Regions from separate parts of the Mus musculus genome. Here region 2 is linked to region 1. Evidence: chromatin contacts called from public HiChIP or PLAC-seq data. All regions are on one chromosome and are shown on one strand. Each heading gives the region's core, a stretch centred on a gene start, on an enhancer-like site or on the middle of the called end of the contact. The rest is flanking DNA. Distances are from core to core; before and after follow the strand shown.

Region 1 (4,625 bases), core at 1,451-3,950:
GGCCCTTAGTCCCATGAAGGCTCAATGCCCCAGTGTAGAGGAATGCTAGGGCAGGGAGGTGGGTAGGGGAGCACCCTCATAGTAGTAGGATAAGGGGGGTGGGAATAGGGGTTTGCAGAGGGGAAACCAGGAAAAGGGGTTACATTTGAAATATAAACAAATATATCCAATTAAAAAAAAAAAAAAAAAAAGAACATGAAGCAGGTTAGTGCGTGGGACCCACATTGGAAGCAGCCTACAGTGAGCCTCTACTGTTTCTTGCCTTCAGAGGTCTTTGGTTAAAAAAAAAGCAACAGACTAAGTGAATAGGTGACCTCCCCACTCACTTTTCTAAAGACTGTCATACCACTCGGCCTCCTGAGTAATTGGCACTGCAGGTACAGGCTACCATGCCAGTGAGGAAGGTACTGCTGTCCTCTGTTGATAAGTAAAACGACTGCAGGGTGGTGGTGCTGCACACCTTTAATCCCAAGCACTCAGGAGGCAGAGACAGGTGGATCTCTGAGTCCAAGGGCAGTCAGGGCTACACAGAGAAACCCTGTCTGGAAATACAAAACAAAACAACAACAACAAACGAATAACAACAGTCTTAGCTCAGCATCTAAAGTGGCTTTAATTAATGATTCTGTGACAGGGGCGGAGCATTCTGGTTGAAGAACTGGGCTATATCGTGGACAAGCAGCCTTTGTGGATAGAGAACAGGAGTGAGGCCCGAGCTATTGTGTGGCTTGCCTTGTTTGAGATAGGTGTCTGCTTAGAGTGACTGAAGCTCAGCCCCCGTGACTGAACACCTGTGCCCTGTGCTTTCTCTTACATCCACTTTGCTTGAGCAGTCGACTGTGTTGGATTGGTCCCTTGTTCAAATCAATGGCTTTCTGTAAATTGTATTTCACATATAGAACTGTGAGGTGAAACAGTTTCTAAAACAGTCCTTCAATTCTTAGCTGGGTTTGGAAACAACCAAGGGATTCTAATCCTTGCCAGTGGTGTCTAGAAGCCTCCTGGTCCTGAGATAACTCAGCCTGATGGGGACAGGGACCTCAGCGGCAAGTGTGTACACACCCATGCAGGGGCGGGCATGAATGAGGCTGGGCTTCCTATGCCTGTGAGCAGATGGAAGCCGGCCTTCCAGATAAGTCCAGAAGTTAGGAAATGGCAGGTTTATGGGAATACTAATTTCTTCCGTCCCCTCCCAAGAATGGGATACTCAGACCACCCACCTTGGTCCACAACATTTTTAACATGCATACCTAAGTTTGTATTTTTTTTTCTTTTTCTTTCAAATAAGTATCTCTGGATAAATCAAGTTTAGACATTTTCAGCTTCACTTCAGAGTCCTCATTTTTCATACTGTTTTCAACAGAAGCCCCACTTTATCTGGGCCAGCATTTTATGTGGATTTATCGTCATCCATGCCTCTTCTAATTGGTGTGTGTGTGTGTGTGTCTGTCTGTCTGTCTGTCTGTCTGTCTGTGTCTACCATCACTGTGTTGGGGGGGTGCTATGATTTTCACCATTAAAAAGCTTTAATGTTTATGGTTGCTTTTTTTCCACGGAAGTGTGGTTTTTTTTTTTTTGCTTGTGAGATCTTTTGAAAACCTTTGAATGGTACTAACTTATTTTTCTTCTCTTCCTTGTATCCTTCCTGCTTTTTCTTGGCAAGTTTTGGGTTGTTCATCTCAGAGTTTTTCTTTCATGCTGTTGTGGGCTGAATTATGCCTTGCCCCATTCACATGTCGGTGTTCTGACAGCCTACCCCTAAGAATGTAACTGTATTTGGAAAGAGCTTTTTAAAGGGGTAATTAAGTTAGAATGAGGTCAGTCGGCTGGGCCCTAATCCAGTGTGACTAGTGTCCTTTGTAAGGTGAAGAAACTGGAACAAGACACATATGGAGGGGGACCCTGGGAAGACACGAGGGAGACACACCATAGAGGGCCTTAGAAGCCAGTCTTGTGATGACAACTTGATCTCTGGCTGCAGTCTCTGGTCTCCTGAGAAAGGAAGGTTGTTTTAGGCATGCAGTTTGTAATGAGCTCAATCTCTGCTGCTATGATTTTCCTTACATCTCTACTAATGTTTTTTTAAAATATTTGTTTGTTTATTTATTTATTATATGTAAGTACACTGTAGCTGTCCTCAGACACTCCAGAAGAGAGAGTCAGATCTCGTTATGGATGGTTGTGAGCCACCATGTGGTTGCTGGGATTTGAACTCCTGACCTTCGGAAGAACAGTCGGGTGCTCTTACCTGCTGAGCCATCTCACCAGCCCTCTGCTAATGTTTTATCAGCACTTTAGGTTTATGAATGGAGGACCATGTTGACACATATAGCCAGCTTTTTAAATGGTGGCAGATCGGGTTACCCAGAGGGCTTCTTTCTTGCCTGGGACAATGTGCCATGAATCTACAAGTACTTAGGTTCTACCCGGGCATGCTTCTCATGGGCTAAGTAAGAAGAACACGCAAGCAGAGTCAGGGCCCTAGAAGTGATGGCATTAGAACGTTAACCTAGGGGGAAAATGCTGGGAACTTTCACCTAGGGTGACATGGCTTCTTCATTGACCTCTTATTACCCTGTAGCTAGCTCAGAGCCTCTGACTCATTTCCTTGCCTGAACACCAGCTCCCAAGGGCCTTCCATTCACAGCAGTCCTTCCTCTCCAGAGAGAGCTGGCCAAGGGTTGCAGCTGGGGGTAAACCCTGGAGGCTGCAGCCCACACAGGGCAGGGCTCAGGGTAGTTGGGCCCAGCTGCTCCATAGAGAACTCTGCACACAGGCCTGATTCCTGCCTCACAGTCACTCTCTGTGTAGAACATTCTGTGGCTGCCAGTAGCCATTGACTCCAAGCCTGGCGGGTCTCCAGTGCTCTCTAGTTGGGAAGAAAGAGCTTCTCTCTATAGCTATGTGTGTGTGTGTGTGTGTGTGTGTGTGTGTGTATGTGTGTGTGTGTGTGTGTGTGTGTGTGCGCGCGCACGCGTGCATGTTTGTTTCAAGTTGGAGTTTCCCTCCGTTGTGGTTTGTCCATACAGCCCAGGTCTCGTCTTTGAACAAGTGAGTCTTCTGAAGGACTTGTTCATTGATAGCTCTCCTCTGTGTCTCTGTGTCTGCCATTCTTAGAGAAAAAGGATCATCTCTGCAGCGTGGTTGTGCTCTCTGGAAGGAAGGAGGCAACACGCTGAACTCTACTGTCTACAACTCAAAGGCATGTTTTTATGAATTAACAGGAGCTATATAAAGTATTTTACCAAAGTGGCTGGGTCTCTGGAAGCTTTGCTAGAACAGATGTTTCATTTGGAGTCCGTGGAAGTTGTTTGCTTGGCTTCCTATGAGTGGCACCCCACCTTATCACCTGCTACCTTCATGGCTGAATTTCCCTAAAGTAATACAATTAGGGAGATGAGGAAAGGTAATCCTGTTCCTTGTATTCGTAGTTTTAGGTACTTGAGGGTGGACAGTCTTTGTCTATAGACAGAGGCTTGTTAACAGAGTAGGAACGAATGGGGGAACAGGAAAGACAGTCTGTCATTCTAACTACTGTCTGACTCTCCCTGGGCATCCAGCAGTTCCTGATGCTCCACAGGTCTATAGACTCAGTGTCCCCAGACCATCCCAGTGTAGATACAGCTATTAAGTCCTAGATGTCCCTAGGCACTTCTATCTGCTTGGCTACAAATTCCCGTGACTCTTCTTCTGAATTGGGTACTTTATGAGAACATTCACAGAGCTCAGGAAGGTGCCGTGCTTATAGGGTTTTATTGTAGTAGTTGCCACTCTGGAAGAGCCAAGTAGTGTAGTGAATGTGGCAAGGTGTCGGGGAGGAGGTGCAGAGTCTCCATGCCCTTTCCACGTGTGCCGTGCTCAGAGCACATCCATGTGTTCCCTGCCCTCAAAGCTGTCAGGACCTTGCTGGTGGGTTTTCGTGGAGGCTTCAGTACTTGATTGATCATTGGCCATGGTACAACCAGCCTCCTTCGCCACCACTGAAGGTGAGCTTGGGCCTGAAACTTTCAGTGCTCTAATCATGCATAGAGCTAGTCCTCCTCTCAAATTACTTAAAGGTCTCCTAGGAATCATCTCCTTGCCACAAATCTAAAAGCATTTCTTAAAGATAACAAAAACTACTCTTATCAGGGAATTCCAAGGTTTTTGATGTTCTTGCTAAGAACTAGGGGGTAAAGATGAGAAATATACTTTTATTATTATTATTATTACAGCACAGCTAGGAGCCAGTGTCTGTGAGTCTGCTGAGTATGCAGAAATGATTGCTTGGCATGGGTGTGGTACTTGTCACATGGCTTTGCTGCTGCTAGCTTTAGTTTTGATGATGAGCTGAGACCATTGAGCCACAAGGACTTTGCCTTTTCTAGACTATGCCTTCTTCATTTCTTTCTGGGCCCATAGTTGGTTTATGTCTTGGGACAGCTCGGGTAGGTGACTCATCGGCCTTCCTTTCCCATGGGCTTCCCCACAGTTCCTACTTGATCTCTGAAAAGGAGGAGGCAGCCACAGTCCCTCCTACTGTAGCAGCTGAACCAAAGAATGCACCTCAGCACAGCACAGCACAGCACAGCACAGCACAGCACAGCACAGCAAGCAGAAAGGATCCAGTAGCATCACAGATGCAA
Region 2 (4,932 bases), core at 1,666-4,165, 44 kb after region 1:
ATGTAAATAAGTGAATGCAGGTGCATTCTAATGTAGTGTATAAAGCTTTATTTATAGTGAGAGAAGAGGGGATAGACAGATTTGCTCTGTAGGCAGTTTACCAGCCCTACTACAATGTGAAAGATAATTTTGATAGTGATTGGGGATAGGATAGGTGGGGATGAAGACTGAGCAGATGAGAAGTCTTGGAGTGGGAGAGCAGTTAGCCTGGAAACTATCCCAGTAATCTAAGCAAGCCTCTTCACTGTGGAGGAGGCGCCGACCCTGCCTTACCCTGTAAGGTGGATGGGATTGCGGTCTTTTCCACCTACCCCTACCGTTACTTTTGTATGTGCATTTAAATTTTCCCCTTAAAAAGGATTGGGCACAGTTCCAAATGGAGAGACTCTCTTAATAGAATGAGAGGGCAAGCTGGCGGGGAAGTGGCCGTGAGGGAGAAGAGCACCAAGGCTTCTAAGCATTCACAGGCTTTTCAGCTGAGGTTGGCTCAGCACTCTCTGTTGACTTTAGGACTCTCACACTTGCTTGAATAATGACAAAGATATTTACCTTTTAGACTCGTGTGTGTGTGTGTGTGTGTGTGTGTGTGTGTGTGTGTGTGTATGTGTGTGTGTGTATTCTTTCATAGATAACCTTCACCACTCTTAATGCATTAGCTGCCAACTTTTCCTCCTCTTCCTCTTCCCTCCCTTCTTCCCTCTCCTGTTTCCCAGTGCTGAGATTAGAAACTCAGGAGCTTACAATTACGAGGCTCCCAGATCCCCTTAGGATAGTTAAGTCACACATCCCATTAGTAATAATCTTGAGATGTGGCCAAAGGTGTGACTCAGTGATAGTATCTGTTCGTGCCACACACAAGGCCCTGACTTTAATCACCAGCACCAATAAAAACAAAAGTATTTGTGAGTGAAGTTCTAGATCATTCTTTATAATTGCTCTTATAAAGTTATATACACTATTGCTCTGTGTATTGCATGGATCCTAAAAGAATTTAGAAGAGGTTTTCTGTCCACATTCTAGTGACTCATCTCATACATCCTCCTTTGTAGACTCTTCATGTAAATTATCCTTTGGCTTAAATTTCCCCCTTTCCCAGCGAAATGGAGCCTAGTAAGGAAGCGGTGCTGCCGTGTGTATTGTTTTAACATTATCCTGGACTATGTGCTGTTGGAACTTTCCGATGTGGAAACAGCTGAATTGCTTCTGAGGCTCTCACACACTGAGTTGACTTGAGAACTTAGTGATTAATAAGGCAAAACTATTTCTCTTCGGGCAGAGCCATGGGTTCGGTTTTTCTTCGGGTTAAAAGAACATTAGTCTTCTAACCAGGGATTTCTGCTGTCTTTATAGTGGAACAAATGCTTTTTTCAGATCTAATCCTGGCGTGATAAATAAAGCTCTCTGCAAGGTGCTTGGGAAAGTTGTAAGCAGCTCCCGCGTGGAGAGGCCTTTGTTGTGGAGGAAGAGGCCTAACCTCAAGGGTTAATCAGTCACTGTTCGTGTAGGTCAGAGAGAAAAGTTCACATCTGAGTGGTACTGGCCATCAAGCCCTTTCTTGTGGTTCTTTCCACAGTGATATATTCTTAAATATCCCTTGAGTTCAAGCCTCCCAGATAGATTTATTGGAGCAAAATGTTCCTTGTCCATATGATAAGTTGTGTATTTATTTGCATTGAAACTGAGATAAGTGACAATCAGGAACTCTGTGGTAGCTGTGATTTGAGCAAACATGCTAGTAAGTAATACTGGCCAAGTGTCCAAATGTGCATCTAACACGCTGCCTGGCATATTGCAGATGTTTGTTGATTGCTTATTGGCTGAATGAGTGTAGAGTTTTACGAGGCTGAGTCCAGTATGGTGCTGCCAAGTTGGGCCAGCGTGTGATAGTTGCACAGTCTTCACTTTGTAACTGTTTTGTTAAACTGTATATGTAGATCTTTTGGGTTTCCCTTTACATGCTGGATTTCAGGATTAAAATGTTTTTAAGCACTTTAAGGGGGGTTGTAACAAAGTATATCCTATCCATGGAGCTTGTTTGCTTTAGAGGTTCAAGAGTAATATGCTAAAATTTCCTTTGTTGAATTGAAGCATAAACAGTTGAGTGTTTGCTTGTCAACACATAGAATTTGGTAATTAATTTGTACTTGGGAAACTTGCTCTGGGTTTGAACACTTAGGAAACAAGGTTTCCAAGTATGTCTTGCTCCCAGCCAAGAGCAGCTGTGCCGTACACTGCTTTTCAGGTGGCTTCTCTGGGACATCTGTGAAAACAGACGTCAGTAACTGAGCGTGGCCGAGAGCATGGCACTCTGTAGTGTTCTGTGATATATGGTGGCTGGGGTCTCCACTGGAGTAGAACACCATGCTGACTTGTATAAAAATACTTATTTGACTTAAATTTCATTTCTGCTCAGTAATAAATTGCAAGGATAAACCTCCCAATGTTAGGAGAAAGTGTATAATACACTATGCAGTTTTCATTCAGATAAGCTCAAGGTGGAGAATCGGGAGGTGACGCCTCCTTAATGGCTTTGGTTTGCCCTGTGATGTATATGTCCGTGATAAATTAAGATGACTTTCCTGGCACTTGTGTGATGATTATTATCAGTTACAAATAATTCTGGACGATGGTAGTGCGCGCATTTAATCCTAGCTCTCAGGAGGCAGAGACAGGAGGATCAAGGCCAGCCTAGTCTACAGAGTGAGTTCCAGATAGCACAAGACTATGCAGAGAGACCCTGTCTTGAAAAACCAAAACCAAACCAAACCAAACCAAAAATAATAATAAGAGAAAAGAAAAGGACTTCAGAGTGTGTGCCACTACACAAGCAGAAAGCAGCACTGCAGCCAGCCGGGGGAGGGGACGACACCTGTATGCTCCCCCGTGCTGTCTATCCTCTCGCCAGCCCAGCGAGGTTTTGGGATCTTCTGCTTTCATTCCTCATGCCCTGCCTCCCAACCGCAGTCCTCTCTTACTTCCTATGATTCATAGGAAAAGACAAGATCAGGCTTTTAAAACCAGTTAGCTAATTAGAGGTGGCCATAGGGCAAATTTGAAGTTCCTAGGCATTCAGATGATTAACTGTGGCAATGTAGATTTCTCTTACTCTTGTACAGACTGTTTCCGTCTTTACTAATAAAAGCATTCACGAGGGAGGAGCCGCTGACCTGCCTCCCCCAACCCCCGTGCTTCCAATTAGGAGTCTATTATCTCATTCCAGATAATTGGAAAAGGATATCCCAAATACTGCTTCGTGTAAATATGGTTTTTGCCTGTGTTATATTACTAGGAGTTCTGAACACATCTGGAGCAAAGGCAGCCCTCGGGACATTAAAAGTGCACTGTTTGGATTGGCACAGTGACATTATAGTATATGCCAATTTGTAATGGCTTTTGGAAACAGGCAGTTTTAAACTCTCCCTGAACTATTCCCCTGAGAAATTATTCAATTAAGTACAACTAAAATTAATGTTTAGTATTTTTGTGTGTGTGTTTAAATAAAATAGGCAGCTATAGAGGGAGATCTGTGATTCATGCTTGTGTTCTTATTTGACTCTGGAAGTTAGCTCCCAGGAAATAGCTAGGCTTCTTGGAATCAGTGCCTTTTCTAGAAGCTACATATTGCTAGACTCTGCTTATGACTTTCATATTATGTAAATGACTGTCTCGTCTAGGCAGCTTTAGACACCTGGAGTTCACCCAAGTTTCTATCTATACCTGCAGGGAATGGGGCCCTAGTGCAAAAATCCAAACTTGTCCTGTCTCTCTAAGTAAGTGATTCTCAAACTTTAATGGGTGTAGAGATCACCTGGGAGCTTATTAAAATGAAGATTTTGATTTGTTAGGCTGAGTGTAGGACCTGAGGTTCTACATGTCTAACAAGCTCCCAGGGGCTGTGGCTGGCCAAGGACTACATTTGCAATAGGGAGGTTCTAAGCAGTAGGGGGTGGGCTGGGGGGTGAGACCTGGACTTTGATTTCCAGTCCGCAGCCTGGCCCTGGTGTAACTGATGAGTGTGCCTCTCTTCTTTGTAGTGTATGTCCTCACTGAATTCTCGGAATCCCCAGTTCTTTTTTTTTTTTTTTTTTTTCCCCCCTGTCTGTTGGAAGATGGCACACTTGCCATGCTCATGGGAGAAAATGGCATGGGTCTTTTGTTGCATGCTTTCTTGAGATCCAGATATTGTCCTGCTTCATTTTCTTAGCCCATCTTTTCTAGCTGGGTTAGAAAGAAGAATCAACTAACGGATATTCCTTTGACCATGTTACTAAACACACATGCCAGAGCCCTGGTGAATGGAAGGATTCGTGAGTGAGTATGGCTTTACACCTCCCATCCAACATCTACTTCCACAGTTTGGATGCTTAGTTCATTGGTCCAGGCTTCAGTGAAATCCCTTGAAAGACTGGTCCATAACCCTGGTAGTTTTTTATCTACAGAGAGGGTGTTCCACAAGAAAATCTATAATGATTCCATCTTCTAACTGGCTGTCTCTTCCTAACTATGGCAAGTGAATTGATCATGAAAAGATTACTAAATGGGCAGAGGTGACGATGGCTTACTATTGCCAGCAGTTCCTGCTTCTGTTGTTCTGCCTCAAAGAGAGTCCAGGACTTGGAGTATAGCTCAGTGGTAGAAAGAACATTTGCATTGCAAGTTCTAGTGCCCCGCTTCTGCAGACCCTGAAAACAAAAACAAACAGCCTAGTATGTGCTCTGTTCAATTCAATAGTCGCCATAAAGTTCTAGATTTTTCTTTCTCTCCCACTTTGCTTTTGGCCTTAAAGCTCTTTTGGTCCAACTTTTAATTTTTTGTATCTAAATAATACTTTTTAAAATGTAGTTCTGGGGACTGCAGAGATGGCCCAGAGATTAAATAAAGCATTTGCTCCTCTTACACAGGACCCAGGTTCAGTTCCCAGTATCCACATGG

The links. HiChIP or PLAC-seq counts read pairs in DNA pulled down with a chosen protein or histone mark.
Region 2: an H3K27ac HiChIP or PLAC-seq map of heart atrium shows a contact between it and region 1, with 6 read pairs. The contact joins two enhancer-like sites. A contact is called at or near these places in 1 of 39 promoter capture datasets (the 3T3-L1 cell line), 8 of 484 Hi-C or Micro-C datasets (the C2C12 cell line, CD4 T cells, the STO cell line and 4 more) and 2 of 115 datasets of contacts at active chromatin or transcription factors (embryonic stem cells and heart atrium).

Annotation. Positions count from the first base shown.
Region 1 is chr11:68,028,226-68,032,850 of GRCm38.p6, forward strand. All of the region lies in intron 6 of Stx8 (syntaxin 8), which reads left to right. Among named protein-coding and RNA genes, the nearest start is that of Stx8, 64 kb to the left of the region's middle. Within about 2 kb of position 2,701, at least 106 of the 459 cell types and tissues checked have an H3K27ac peak or open chromatin away from gene starts, as enhancers often do. A contact at or near this core is called in the C2C12 cell line, the STO cell line and heart atrium, where this site is marked.
Region 2 is chr11:68,071,561-68,076,492 of GRCm38.p6, forward strand. All of the region lies in intron 6 of Stx8 (syntaxin 8), which reads left to right. Among named protein-coding and RNA genes, the nearest start is that of Stx8, 110 kb to the left of the region's middle. Within about 2 kb of position 2,916, at least 24 of the 459 cell types and tissues checked have an H3K27ac peak or open chromatin away from gene starts, as enhancers often do. A contact at or near this core is called in the C2C12 cell line, the STO cell line and heart atrium, where this site is marked.